3 separate regions of the Zea mays genome follow, and regions 2 and 3 are each linked to region 1. Evidence: chromatin contacts called from public Hi-C and HiChIP or PLAC-seq data. All regions are on one chromosome and are shown on one strand. The core of a region is the stretch at or near the end of the contact, and the rest is flanking DNA. Distances in the headings are between cores, read along the strand shown. Region 1 holds the start of LOC100280262. Region 2 holds the start of LOC103647517 (phosphatidylinositol 4-kinase gamma 7). Region 3 has its middle 51 kb from the start of LOC103647517.

Evidence for each region. A called contact is a pair of places that touch in the nucleus more often than the background predicts. HiChIP or PLAC-seq counts read pairs in DNA pulled down with a chosen protein or histone mark.
Region 2: an H3K4me3 HiChIP or PLAC-seq map of leaf shows a contact between it and region 1, with 2.9 times the contacts expected there. The contact joins the promoter of LOC103647517 here to the promoter of LOC100280262 in region 1. A contact is called at or near these places in 6 of 25 Hi-C or Micro-C datasets (ear, endosperm, leaf and 1 more) and 1 of 3 datasets of contacts at active chromatin or transcription factors (leaf).
Region 3: a Hi-C map of ear shows a contact between it and region 1, with 2.3 times the contacts expected there. The contact joins the enhancer-like site here to the promoter of LOC100280262 in region 1. A contact is called at or near these places in 8 of 25 Hi-C or Micro-C datasets (bundle sheath, ear, endosperm and 1 more).

What each region holds. Positions count from the first base shown.
Region 1 is chr2:193,963,287-193,966,019 of Zm-B73-REFERENCE-NAM-5.0, forward strand. It overlaps LOC100280262, which reads left to right and starts at 1,376. Exons shown (of 18, transcript NM_001153190.1): 1 at 1,376-1,948; 2 at 2,462-2,512; 3 at 2,585-2,635. The coding sequence starts at 1,777.
Region 2 is chr2:193,605,407-193,608,139 of Zm-B73-REFERENCE-NAM-5.0, forward strand. LOC103647517 (phosphatidylinositol 4-kinase gamma 7) reads right to left here and starts at 1,338. Exons shown (of 2, transcript XM_008672045.3): 1 at 944-1,338.
Region 3 is chr2:193,656,626-193,659,358 of Zm-B73-REFERENCE-NAM-5.0, forward strand. No RefSeq gene overlaps it. Among protein-coding and RNA genes, the nearest start is that of LOC103647517, 51 kb to the left of the region's middle. Within about 2 kb of position 1,361, at least 19 of the 20 cell types and tissues checked have an H3K27ac peak or open chromatin away from gene starts, as enhancers often do. A contact at or near this core is called in bundle sheath, ear, endosperm and 1 more, where this site is marked.

The DNA of each region.
Region 1 (2,733 bases), core at 126-2,625:
GTTATTTAACCTTTTGTTGAATCTTTGTTCACTGATCAGTATACACTATTCAAGTATGTTCATCGTACTGAATTTCCTGTTCAACACTTAGCAAACTTGTTAGACCTTTAAATGTGTTGTCATCCAAACCACCAAAACTCACAAAAGGGACGAATGCACTTTCACCTCTAGAGAGAGGTCGCCCATACCGTAGTGGTTGACACAGGGTTAGGTATGAGGAAAAGCTGGTTAAGAGGTGTGTCAGCCCCACTGTGTCTGATGACGTTGGGGATGTCTTCCGTCGTGGATATCAAGGGCAGAGCCGAGCTCGGTCGAGGTGGAAGTCTGCCCGAGGCCATGATCGAGCCTTCCTGACGTGCGCCATAGTCGACGGAATGGCCTCCCACGGAATTCATGGGGGAGCAGGTTGGCGAGACCGGGCTCGGGCGAGGCGGAGTTTGTACCCGAGGGCGAGTTCAGCGTCAGGCAAGACGGAGTCAGCACCCGAGGGCTGATCTACACCCCTATTGTATTACGCGTCCCATCAGGAGTTGTCAGGCGGCGTGCACATGCGTAACCATGGTGGTGAATCTTTCGACAAGACCCTGGTGGTGAATCTTTCGATAATTATATAAGTTGTATGAATGAGGCATAAGTTTGAAAGGAGGAGAGTCAGTTTAGGTTTTGACTCTAGTTTTTCTCTGGAAAAAAGTAGGATACACCTTTTTTAAAACGACTTACTGGGAGAAGCACATAAAAGCCAGATTCATTTTTGTATTACGGAGAAAAAAGGTAAAAAGGCATAAATATTAGCTTCTAGGGCTGAAAACGATCGAAAAAGGCTTCTTCACTTTTACTTTCAAATTATTTTGATGGAAACGATTCGAAAAGGCGCCACCGTCCCGCTGCGAGGAGAATGCCATCGGGACTGAACTCGATCTTGGCCGGTGCAGGTGCAACACAGGCATTTGGCGAACTCGGGTCAGCTGGAACATGACGTGATGTCAACTCTACTGAGCAGTTCTCAATCTATTTGTTTAGCTTTAATCCGTACCGGCATCCTTTTGTTTAGCTCTGGTGTGGATTAGTGGATGTGCAGCGTGCTGCCGCAACGACAACTCGATTGAGCATCGAAGCATGACACAGTGTTAGGCTTACCCTTCAAGAATTCACGTACTCGTCGGTTCAAATTAATCGCACATCTCATTTTTCGGCAAGAAATTAAATCAAATATATATATATATATATATATATCTAATCTAACCTTTTTTTAAAGGATAGAATAAGACGGTCACGGTCCTAATCATGGGACGACACACCTGACACGTGGGTCTATCAGTCATCCTGGTCCTTTTATTTTCTTTCTTCTCTCACCCGGTTCTTCCTCCTCCCGAGTCCCGAACTCTCGATCCACTCATCCGCTGAGGGCGTCGGCCTTCTGGCCCTTCTCCCCCCGGCCGACCTCGCCCCTCCGGCGCTCCGTCCGCTTCCTGAACTCGTCTCCCTCACGGACGTTCTCCTCCCTCCGCTCGCCGCGCCGCAACCCGGAGAGGAGACCGCCGCTCGGTCGAGCACCACCTGGGGCCCAGCGTCCTCGCGACCAGCTCTAGCGCGGCGTCCGCCCTCTGCAGCCCTGGTGTCCCCGCGACTGGCTTCGGCCGGCACACAACTCCACAGTTAGGTCTCCGTCTGCACAGCGCGGCGATCTTCTCTCTCCTTCCCGCCCTCTGCAGTCCCTCTCAGTCCCTCTCCGTCTGCTTGATTCTGCTCCAACCTCAGACTACCCTCGCTCTGAAAATGTCATTACGCACCCAATGCGCTTGTAGCTGTATGCTGCAACCCTACTCTGCCTCGTCTTCTTCCATCACCCTAAGCATGCGCGCAACCCCCACTCACCAACGACGGGCCCGGCCGCCGCCGCCGTCCTGCCTCGCCACCCGCCACCTTCGCCGGCGACGAGCACCAGCAGGTATTCCCTTGGTCTTCCTTCCCTGCTGTGCGAAGCTTTGCGCCCAGACCCTAACTTACTATTAGTAACCGAAGCTGAATCTAGTTACAAGTATATATGCATGTATTTTGCCTACAGACTTCGATTGGGTTGCAAAAAAAAAAAAAAGAAAAAAAGAAAAACAAGAAAGAAAGAAGCTGTACATGTGTACACCCATGTCCTTTACTGGGTCCACCCCTTGTTCTCGTATCATTTGAAACATCTTGTATTTTGTCCCACTGTCAAGAGCGTGTCTTTTTGGGACTGCTGGAGCAAGACCTTGTGCTGCAAACTTAGTTTTCTTAACTCCTGGAGCACCAGTGCCTGTTGAAATGTTTTTTTAGTGCTTGAGGACGTGTTTTTCTATTGGGTTGTCAGTAAACAAGGGAAAATCAGCTGTTCTCAGAAAGGATATTATTACCTGTGATAAAAAGGGTTTACCCTGCTTAATGTCAGTTTATTCTAGCTACCAATCAAAATCTCTGATTTTTTTAGGAATTAATAGAGTTCCAAACCTCGGTTCTGCAGTTTCTACTAAAAAAGCAGGTAAAGTGTTCTATTTATAACTATACCTTACTTGCTCACTTTTATATTTTGATATATATTTTTTCTTCCTAGGGATGAGTAAGGATACATTTATTAATTTGGACGTCTCTCATCACAGAGCGGGTAAAAGTTTATAGTTAAAGTTCTCAAATCTTGCTATTAATATGTAGTTTTCTTCATAAAAATTTGGTGATAATATAACTTATAGGGCTTGTTTAGTC
Region 2 (2,733 bases), core at 88-2,587, 360 kb before region 1:
ATTACCGTTCCCATACTCCTTGTTGAAACAAACAGCACCTGAGTGAAATTTATAACATCACACATGTACATACCCTTGCCTTATTGCTCACAAAATAGGAGTAATAATAATAACCTTCTCTTAAAGAAAAATAATCAGTTGAAAACGGAGATCGGGATCATTTCCGCATGTTTCTGTACAAGTGGACCAAATCTCATCAGAATCACATTGGTTTGTAATAGAGTCCAATGGCTGAGGGAAAATATAGGTACTATAAATAGCATAGTCCATAAAGGGATAGGCAGATTTTGCATGCAGCCAGAAATTAAGTAGGATTGATTCATGGTGACAAGCTAAATAAGGACTCCAAAATTTCAATTGATTTATGTCCACAGAATGCTAGGGATAAATCGATTCCCCCACGCAGGTATTTTTTTTAAAAAAAAATTAAACTCAAACACTTGGTGCAAAATAGTAGGACCGATGAACGCAAACTCAAAAGTTTTTTTAGCTGAATCTACGAATTCCTGACGACTGAACCCGACAAATCCACGAGTAAACAGCATTAAAATCCGAGTAAATAGCAGTAACATACGAGCTATGCATAGATCCTACACGCTTGATTATGAATTATATACCGGTCCCAAATCCCACATATTTCCAATCGAATAACACCAGAAATCAGAAAGCCAAAACACGTCTCGTGAACATGCTGAAACCGGTTACCATTTACCGACGAAATTTTCGAGACCACGCCGGCCGGTGGTCTGGAATTACGGCCTGAATCGATAGGAGAAGGAAGCAACACGAAATCACCGGCAGGCGCAGGCGCTCATTTCGATCAAGCACCCCCCGCTAAATCCGCAAATTTAGCGAGCCCGCGCTGGCACCGCTCGCTGCTGCCCCCGTCGAATGACATTCACAGTCACAGCTCGCAGGACGAGGAGGTGGCGTGGGGACTCACCGGCGGCGGGACGGATCTGGGCGCTCGCGGGCAAGGAACGGCCAGAGCGCCGCCTCCCTCCTCCTGCGGCGGCGTAGATCCGACGTCCGGGCGCGTCGCCGGCGCAGATCCGGCGGCCGGGCGGTGCGCCGTACGCCTCCCACGCTGTCGCGATTCCTGTGCCCTTTTGTTCCCTCTGTGTGAGTGATTTGTCCTTTTCCCTCCGGGACCAAAGACGGGTTAATGTCATAACCACGGTTAGCGACACCCCTCCCCACCATCTTATAGCCTCGCAGTTTTGCGCTCGGGACCTTACGATTGCTTGTATTTCTCTGAAACGGTGCTCTTGTCTCCAGGAGTCACGACAAGGAGAATGGCCACTTGCCTCCTGATACGTCGCCCGCGGTTTTGTGCGCACGACCAGGCTGAGGAGCTCCGTTCAGGTTGCTGTGGGCGTGCGCGCGGGATGCTCCGTGTCCGTGGTGTGTGTACAGCTTGGATTGTACTCTTTGATTTCCAAAATCAAACTTGTGGCCTTCACCTTCCTCTCGTAAATAGTACAGCACTACTGGTACTGGGGATCTAGTTGGATTGAAGGGCATGCTCCAAAGAATATTGCACCTAAGCTATATAAGAAAGCAAGAAGAAAGAATATCTCGGTTTTCAAGGCTCTTAGGAACAATTTCTGGATGCAGTTCTGTGCGCCTTTCTCTCGGGAGGAGGAAGTGAGAGAATTCGTATTACTTTGGCAAGCAATCAGCAGTGTGCAAGGTCTCAATGAACTCGATGATACCATTTTTTGGAGATGGTCGGCAGACGGGGAATACAGTTCAAGTAGCGCCTACAAAATTCAGTTCACAACGAACTTCTGTAAAACCCACATCAATCTCATTTGGAAAGCCAAAACTGAACCAAAATATCGTTTCTTTGCTTGGACATTGTTGCATAACAAAATATTAACTTCAGACAATCTGCAAAAACGTGGTTAGCCTTGCAATCAAATTTGTTCGCTTTGTAATGTGTCTCCGGAGACAGCGGCTCACCTTTGTAAGGATTGCCCCTTCGCCGAGGAAGCATGGAGCATGATCCTGACTTGGGCTGATTTGCGGTTCCTGGACGGTATTTCCAATACCGGATCACTACACGAGTGGTGGTTTAGACTGAGGATGCTCTGTAGTAAGCAATCAAGAAAAAATTTTGATGGCCTCATAATATATTTCTGGTGGAGTTTATGGCTGGAAAGAAAAACATAATCTTTAAGGGTCTGCAGAGAACGACAGAGCAAATAGTGCAGGTGGTGAAGGAGCTCATTGGTGGAGGTGTAGACTGTCTGTAGCGGCTGGAGTCCCGGTCGGGGGGGGGGGGGGGGGGGGGGTTGTTGGGTCTTTTCCTTTAAGTGTCAGTGTTCTATCTAGGTCTTTATTGTTAAGTTTTTCGGGCTGTGTCTGTTTGTAAAGTTTATTTTTACCTCTTCTAATATATTGGAATGACAAATCTTTTGCCTTTCTCTTTTAAAAAAAGAAATCTTATTTGCTGACACTTGGTGAGTTAATTTCGCGGACCAGCAACAACCATGCTATGAGAGCAAGGAATATCTAGTCCTGGAGCTGGAAGTCATATTTAAAGCATCTCATGCCATCATACTTTTAGGAGCCGAAATAGTTGGTAACAGCTTGGTTTGTGTTGAATAAAAAAAATATGTAAACGCTAAATTGCTACTAATGTTGTGGGCATATATGGTTGTAGTTAGGAGATTAGCCAGCTTCGTTTTGCTGTTAGTTAATGCATTCCCATGTAGTCATAGTCCTTCC
Region 3 (2,733 bases), core at 111-2,610, 310 kb before region 1:
GAAGATGTACTATCCGGGGTATTACCCGTATCTGTCCCGAATATAAAAATACTCGTACCCGTATCCGAAAAATGGTCCCGAATCATTACCCGTATCCGGTAACCGTTTCGGGTACCCTACCCGTTTTCACCCCTACTAGCGCATCCATTTCCTTCCTCCTGGTACTGATCGATGAGCCCTAATTGCCATAGGCCTCTTCCCCAGCGTCATTGATGACCGATGGGCCCTAAGGACCGAGGATCTTATCCCCGACAACCGTGCCCGGTAGTTTATCTAAAATATTTTTTTTGCTATTCAGCATTGTAGACTACACTGTTTGCAGAGTGGAATTTGAATATAGTTATGGAGATGTGTAAGCTGGTGGATATAGTCTTAGATTATCTCCGACAGACTTTATATTCCACGCCTATCTCACCTCATATTTTAAACTTCACTTTATAAACAGTAGAGTTTATGACGCAAAAACACCATGTCTTATACACATATGCTGAGCACGGTCTTAGTTGTCTCCTCTACCACACAGGTCGGACGGATCCTTGGCCAATGATTATTCACCGCCTAAAACCTTGTTCGGTTACGGCTAGATCGAAAAGAATCGAGGGTGACTAAATTTCCTTCTATTTAATTTTGGCTAAGAAGGATTTAATTCACTCGATCCACACACAACCGAACAAGCCATATTATCTAATTGGACGTGAGAAATTTAGATTTTGGAGACTACAATGTTCTTCGCACTTTTGCCTCCCTAATATCCGATTCCGTCAACGGGTAGCCAGACGGCGTCGCGCGCGCTCGTCGTCGACGGGGCCTACCGCGCCACGGGCACATGTGCCGCGCCGCGCGGGGAGGCCCCACACATGCGCGAGGGGTGCGGGCCCGGGTTGGTGGGTGCGCGCACGCGGGGCGGAGCCGCTCGCGTGCCCTGCCCAGCACGACAGCGACGTCGCGGCGCCCAGCCGTGTCCACGGCGCCCGCGGTTACGCGGCGGCCCACCACGCCATGTAGATTTCGTGGCGAGGATGGGAGAGCGCGTGCCCTCTCAGGTCTCACCGTCTCAGCCTTATTTCTGCGCGGAGCTCTGGCAAGTCGCAACTCTCTCCCCTCATGCAGCTAAAGGCGATGGCCGGCGTGGTCACGGTGAGCCGCCGCGCGCGACGTTGGGAGGCAGCCAGCACAGCACAGCACAGCACGCGTACGTGCACCGCCATAGGAATCCGGTGCGCCTTATCATTCCAAAAAAGAATTAGGAAAAAAAACATTTGCCGGCTAAATACCAGCGGGACACCTGAACGTCCGCAGTGCTGCAAAAGCGAAAAGCGGAAGCCGCCACAAGAAGCTCGCTCCCGTGGGACCATGGGTCCGCTGGGCCGGCCACCGGCAGTAAGTTGGCCACATGGCCCGGCGCGCGTGCCGCGTGATAGCGGCCTGCCTAGGAAGTAGAACCAAATTGGTGGTGGGTGCGCTCGATCTGATCTCGCTCAGCAGCTAGCTCCCACGTGCTTACTACGGGAGTGGTGATTCAATAGCCTAGATTTATTTACTGGTTCCATGCTATTCTGAACAAAAAAGAAGAGATATATGACCGCCCCTGGCCGGCCCCTGCGCAGAGGGAATGTCCGTGCGGCGGTTCTACCGCACGCAATAAACAAACAAGGATCTGTTGTTGTGTGCTCGATCTGTAAAACTCATTAATTTAGAATCTCCAGAGGCTTAGGTGGCCAGAGTTTGCGCTTTTTAATCATCCCTGGAATCTTCCTCTCTGGCAGGCACACGATGTCGGGGGCATAATTATATCACTTTATTTGTGTCTAATACGTGTACTACCTCATGTGATTGCTTTATTTATCTCTACATGCACCGCTCGAGTTAACTAATCCCTAGAGCTTGATGGATCCACGGAGTACTTTGTTGAGGGCCGGGGGCTAGGGGTGGCACACCAATAAATAGTATATCGATCCAGCAGCACGACAGATGGGTTCGTGTGTACTGTGCTCCTCTTGCTAATTTATGCTGGGGCTGGCTGTCTACGGTCTACCTGCCCACGGCGCCGTACTCATTTTGATTTGTTTTTTTAGAGACGACGTAGACGCTAGACACAGCAATGTAATCGTCATGCATGCATGTGATGTGACAATAATTCAGTTCAGCGTCATCAGCGCTAGCTGCTAGCTACAGGTCCATCGGTCATTCCTCTCTCCCTCTCTCTCATTCCATTTTCTTCGTCGTATATATCGCTGACTTTTTTCTTCATTATTTTACATCCACTAAATATTAGTGCCAAGGTTAATCACGTGTTATGTGTCCTGCACCCAAATTAACTATCCAAGGCGGAAGCTTGTCTACGACAGTGCGTGGCGGCGATGAATGCGACATATACTGCAGCAAGGTGTCCCGTTCTGCTACAAGAAATGAAACGAAAAAAAGAAAGAAAAAAGAACACGACAAGACCTAGACACGGACATGGGTACTGCCGCGATGATGCTTTGCTGCGTGCGCGCACGACGGTGTGTGCTCTGCTGCCATGCATGGAGCCAACGCATGCATGGATCGAAATTCTAACGATTCGTGCCGAAGATGGATATTGTATTATACAAGCCCGACATGACAACTCATGTAAAAGCTGACACCACGCTACTGGCTAGATATCGTTCGATCGATATTGCATGCATGGCCGGGCCGGGCGGGGCGTACGGGGCTGTGGCTTGGCTTAACGCGGAAATGATTAGCGCACAT